2 separate regions of the Mus musculus genome follow, and region 1 is linked to region 2. The links are chromatin contacts, called in public Hi-C maps. All regions are on one chromosome and are shown on one strand. Each heading gives the region's core, a stretch centred on a gene start, on an enhancer-like site or on the middle of the called end of the contact. The rest is flanking DNA. Distances are from core to core; before and after follow the strand shown. Region 1 has its middle 43 kb from the start of Bex3. Region 2 overlaps Gprasp1 (G protein-coupled receptor associated sorting protein 1).

Region 1 (2,914 bases), core at 390-2,889, 520 kb before region 2:
GTGAGGTCCAGCAGAACTTGCAGTTTCTTAGAATGTAAGTGGTAATGTCACAATGTTGTTTTGCTACCATTCCCAAATGCTCATAGCAGTTTGACGAACAGCAACACAAAATTCCATCAACAGGTAAACAAAGAGAGCAAGTGTGGTGCCCCAAGCCTGTAATCCCAGCATTTGGAAGCTGAGGCTGGGGAATTCCACAAATGAGATCCTGACTGAAGTGGGAGGAGGGGAATTGAACAGAGCAGGCAATACAGCTCTGTGTAGAATGTCTGCCAAGCAAGCTGAAGGCCTTGGTTCAGTTACAACCCTGCAAGACAAGTAAAGTAGGAACCACTGGTCTATGAAACAAGAGGATAAAATTCAACATAAATCTATAGATGAGATAATCCAAATCAAATCGCCAAAGTTCCACCTAACAAAGACTCTTGTGATTATACTTCACATTTTTGTCTTTTATCTTTCATATCATAATATTTCTGGAAAATGAACCAAATGGTAACACCAATATTACACTTATCTAGGGACAGGATCTTAGGAGAGATACTGAAGATAGTTACACAACCAAAAATGTTATGCCTGTGAAGTAATGATTATATATTGAGATTCATTTCTTAAGAGACAATAGCTCTGCATGATTTTAATAAGGCAATTTATACAGCATTATTAATTTAAAACATGTGTATTTTAACATCCATGTGAGATATACACTGGGCTCACTACTATTTAAGCTGGTGTTGACAGACAGCATCAGTGACCCTGTGGTTGCCCTCTCTAGTGCTCTGCCCCATTTCACAAAGGGAGAAGCTGGGCTCAGAGACCTCTACCATGTCCTATTCTTTCTCAAACCCTGCTCAACATGGAAAGTGAGTCCAAGACAGCACTTAGGGTCAGGATCCCGCATCTCTGTTGTTCTTGAGCCATTGTGCCTCCTAGTTTCAAAGCTGTAAAGACTTCACCTAGAATAGTGATCCCTGCTTCTTTCCACCTCTCAAGGATGCCCACCTCAGGGCATCCAGAGAGAAGGCAGGAGGGAGCCCATTCTTCAAATAAGGGCCTCTTGGTCCTTGTCAAACCATGTTGTCAAAACATTCGCAAGGACTTCAGAAAGGAGTCCGGTTTCTATGGCAACTGGATGCAGGAGGTCTTGGTGAAACCGGAAATGCCTCCGTGTGCCCACTCCTCCCCCCCCACCTCCACCACCCCGCCTCTTTATGCCTTTTTCTGTTTCTGAGAACAAAGCACCTTTCACCGTTTAGGTACCCTAAGGAATTGTCCCTTAAAGTGAAATGGGCACAGAACTGAAAAGTATGTTTTTAGAGGCAGAACGATGCTCATCAAACCAGATTATTTAAAAGACATTTTGGTAGCCATAAAGATATCAGGTTTCTAGGGCAATATCGATGCTAGGATTGTTAGACAAACTTATAACACTTCCACCTGGCCCTTTTACATGCCCTAGCCTGTCCCTGAAAGTAAAATTCCTTAAGGCAACCAAAGAAATCAGTCATTTGAATAGGTGTACCAGGGTGCATTTTACTAGCAGATCTCTGAGCAAATTGTGGAATCAAAACATGTTCGCAGAAGCAAAACCCTTGCAGATCTAACTAAACTGTTATTGGTCACCTTGATGACGTCAGGTTACTGTGGCAACAGCGGCCTGCAGCCTAGTCCTCCACTCTGAAACTGCTTGCACAAACCACCCCATCTCTCTCTTTCTCTAAAAGTAAAACGCTTACTCTATTGCAGGCTACCTTCCTAGAAGAGAATGCAGACAATTGGGAGAATTCTGCTCAGTTTCTGAAAGGCAAATAGATGTTTGTTTACAGAAAGTTTGTTTGCTATAATGGTGACAATAGGGACTTTGATTGTCAGAGAGACTCAGAGGTATTTATTATGGTGCAGCATAAACTGTGTTCAAATCCATTCTGATAAATCCCTTTGGGTGCATCAGTTCCCATATAAATTTAAAGTTAGGCAGCAATACCTCCTTCTCATACGTCCTTAGGAAGTTTTGGTGTATCTTATCACTTAGTGCTAGATAACAAGCAAGCTACCAATACTACTGTATATTAGTAACATTTCTATTGCTAGTGCTACTATTATGTTGAGTTATTCGGATGAGTGTGGGTTAATATTCATACATAACTTTCATCAAAGATGGTAAAGTCGTGTCCTTTGCACTGCTCAGAGAGACTGAGTTATTGGGCCGACATCATGGTTTAGCAGGTAAAGCATTTGCTGCTGTGGAGAAAGGAGAGAACCAACTCCCAAGGGTTGTGCCCTGACCTCCACACATGGGCCGGATTGCTAATTTCCTTGGTGCCCTATGTTATTGTAACTGATAACTTATGCTCCCTTTTTCTAAGTCTTAAAATTACACTTATTGATGCATATACATGGCCACTAAAAGAACATAGTTTTCCATTATGTTTCTCCTGAATTTTCCCAAACAGAACCTCTTGAATTGGCAGAAGGCATCCCTGCTTACTCCCTGAGTAGAGGATTGGGTTTGCAAACGAGCTGTTCCTACCATGCTCTTGTTTCAAATGTTTGTTACCTGACTAAAGGCTCCATTAGGAAAGTTGTGAAAACTTAAAGAGATGTGTAAGAGAAAGTAGTTCACTTCATATGTTTCTGTGGGAATATATTATTCTATCCTGTGAGATTCCTGTAGGTATGTGATGAACACCTCTCTTCTGGCAGACATTCCTGCTGTCATGTTATAGTGGACTTGATCATAAAGTTGTCTCCATAGTGGAATTTAATCATAAGATTAAACTCTTCATCCTGGATACTTCTGATAAGTATGTTGGTCACACCCATGCAAAAACCACACAGTATGTCATGTGCAGAATTGAACATATTAATGGTTAACATTCTTATGATCTCTGATATTAGCATTATGACATATTCT
Region 2 (2,976 bases), core at 17-2,516:
TCGCCTTGAAGCCTTCTTCCCTTGCTTGAAGAACTGACCAGCCTTAAAGCAGGGCTGTGAACAGAGACATGAAAATGTATGACAATCAGGAAATGATGGCAGCAGCTTTGTGCAAATTAAGGGGACAGTAAAGGCATCGGGCACCCTCTTGGGTTAGAGCAATCTGAATTTGCCTCCTCAGTGGCTGGCTCCTGCACTGCCCTGAGTCTCACCAATCTCCAGAGATTTGAGACAGTCGCCTTGAAGCCTTCTTCCCTTGCTTGAAGAACTGACCAGCCTTAAAGCAGGGCTGTGGACAAAGATGAAAATGTATGGCACTTATATGATGGTAGCAGCTGATCATGTTATGAATGTCACCAAGGATATGAACCAGATCATGTGTCTTTCAGCATTTAGGGTCCTACTGCTGGAACATTCTAGATTTATTTAGCCTGGCTGTAGGGCTCCTGAGGTAACACCCACTTCCTGATGTCATCCTTTAGTCCCTTCTGCAATGTTGAAGATCCGCCACTAGGTGGCCATATTTCCCTTCCTTGCGCAGCAAAAAATGGGGGAAGGGCGCAGCACATTCTAGAAACCAGGTTCTGAAGTGGTCCTTGGATTTATGACTCCGTCATCATCCCCAAACCATCTTTTCAGACCCCAGATTTGGGAGGGAGGGGAAAGGCAGTGTGGAAGGTACCTACAAGGTTGTGAGAAATGAGATTAGGAGACACTAATGGATATCCCACCTGTTCTGGCCAGTCACCCCACCCTTTTTGCATCTCCACTCACTGTCTGGTGCCCATCCCCATTACTACACACCTCCAGAAATCCACGCCATTTTCCTGTTCCTCTTTTCTCAAGCTTCTGGTCTATAGATGCTCACCGTGGCTTGCCAGAATATGCCAGACCTACCATGCAGACAGGTCACTTTCCATCAATCAGAAGCCTGTGGGGAGTGACAGCACCCAGGATGCAGGGTACCAGGGCCCCTCTCAGGAACCAGTTCAGAACCTAATAGCTGAGGCGACTCACCACCCACCAGCTGAGCTGGCCCCAATGCTGGACACTTGCCCCACACCCACACCTGTGGGCTTTAGCCCCCACCCCCACTCCAGTATGGCCGGCCATTTCTCTTGCAGCCGCCTTCCTCGGACCTGTGGGCTCCCAGATGCCCCCCCCACCCCCGCATCGCCATTTCAACAGCAGCCGCCTACCCCATAACCCTTATAGGGCCCAGAGATTACGGAGGGCCGGGTATGGGCGCTCAGAAAGCCAACTGCCAGGCGGTCAGTAGGCTGTGCTAGTCTGCAGATCATCACACCCAGCAGCAGCTCCATTCAACCCTGGTGCCTGGGGCTCCGCAGGGGTTCCCGCCTCCTCCCCACCACGGTCTGGGGTCTCCGGGCACCGCGCACACTCCAGGGAGCAGCTGCGACCTCTTTGCCTCCACTGGACTGTCAGGGCCAGGCAGTTGTTTGCAGTGCGCGACCGCCCAGAGCCCTCGACACACCCCCACTTGCCTGGCCAGGCGCACGGCCCAGGTCCCTGGGCTCCCCCACGTCCGACTCCTATTCCTGGGTGTTCTCTGTCCTCGGCGGATCCTCTCACTGGTCTTTAACGCTTTGCGCGCGAGTGGAATGGCAGAGATGTGTCCTGTCCCCACGCCTCTGCACCAAACAGGCAGGGGCTGCGTAGACTGCGGCAAGCCAGCTCGCCTGGAGGGTGTCGGGAAGGGGGCGGAGGGATACTGCGCACGGGGCTCTACGCCCCCTCCCGAACCCACTGTAGTTCCGACTCGGAGTGGGCGGGGCCAGACAGCCCCACTCCTCTTGGAGGGGTGGGTTGCACCGGTTAGGCGTCTGCAGACCCCTGTTCACCCTAACCAGAGACCACCACCACTTTTTTTTTGGCGCCACAACAGTGTGTGGGATGGCTAAGATCTAGAGTCTATGAGGGTTTTGGGGAGGGGGGGACTATAGGGAGGAGAAGGTCTGCAGTTAGGGAGCAGGGGGGAGCAGCGGAGGGATACTGAGTGAGAACCTTGATACATCTGTATTTCAGAACGAGGCTGGACAGTGCCTGCCCCTCCCTGTACTCCCTCTTTGCTTCCCCCTCCTCTGCCTCCTCATATGACGCCAATGGAAGGGGAGGGGGACTGCTTGTACTGCAGCCTGAGAGGGGACAGGTGACCTAGCAACAGCCAGCCAGCCAGTAGGTTCCTGTTGATTCTCCCATGTTTTCTTTTACTGGTTCATGCAACCATGAAGGGAGGGCACTCCTGTCTCTATGGAATCCAAAGTGGGGCCTCCATTACATTCCCCACCATTGCCCCTCTTCCAAAAGGAAAACCAAACTACACCTTCTGGCCTAGTAAATCAACCACAGGTTTGGGCCAACAGTCAATTCTTTGTGCCACAGTGTGTGTGTGTGTGTGTGTGTGTGTGGTGGTTGGGGTGTGTGTGCCTGCGTTCCCCCATGTTTGTGCGTGTCCGTTTGTGTGTATGGTGGTGGTGGTGGTTGGTGTGTTGGTGTGTGTGTGTGTGTGTGTGTGTGTGTGTGTGTGTTGTGTGATTCTAAGTAGCAATACCTCTCTGGGGAAAAAAAGGGGAGTGTCATTAAGCACAAACTAAGGCTATTGCGCTTGCCCATTTAGAGATTTATTTAAGCACCTACCCAGTGTTTCACAGAATAACAACCCATGATACATAAAGATGTTATTTGGCCAAGGAAAACTGAGGTTTGAGGTAGAAGTGAGGTTGTTAATAGTGGAATTCTGTACAAAATTATCCTGGGTCAATCTAGCCGTTGTGACTGCAAAGGTACTTATTAGGTATGCCAGGCTGAGGCATTAAGAGTTTGCATCTCAGGAAAGCAGCACTGGTCAAACCAAACGAAACCATAGTGGACACTGTTGGCCTCAAAGATGGAAAGAATCCAGGACCCATGGAATGCAGGAAGTCTGAAGAAACTATGCAGAAGAAAGTTTCTTCC

What was found. Hi-C and Micro-C count contacts between places; a contact is called where the count stands out from the background.
Region 1: a contact with region 2 is called in a Hi-C map of cranial neural crest, with 4 times the contacts expected there. The contact joins two enhancer-like sites. A contact is called at or near these places in 4 of 484 Hi-C or Micro-C datasets (the C3H10T1/2 cell line, cranial neural crest and embryonic fibroblasts).

Annotation. Positions count from the first base shown.
Region 1 is chrX:136,312,221-136,315,134 of GRCm38.p6, reverse strand. No RefSeq gene overlaps it. Among named protein-coding and RNA genes, the nearest start is that of Bex3, 43 kb to the right of the region's middle. Within about 2 kb of position 1,639, at least 22 of the 459 cell types and tissues checked have an H3K27ac peak or open chromatin away from gene starts, as enhancers often do.
Region 2 is chrX:135,794,866-135,797,841 of GRCm38.p6, reverse strand. It overlaps Gprasp1 (G protein-coupled receptor associated sorting protein 1), which reads right to left. Exons shown (of 11, transcript NM_026081.5): 5 at 1,506-1,700; 6 at 805-893; 7 at 213-289; 8 at 1-54. Among named protein-coding and RNA genes, the nearest start is that of Mir1970, 10 kb to the right of the region's middle. Within about 2 kb of position 1,266, at least 145 of the 459 cell types and tissues checked have an H3K27ac peak or open chromatin away from gene starts, as enhancers often do.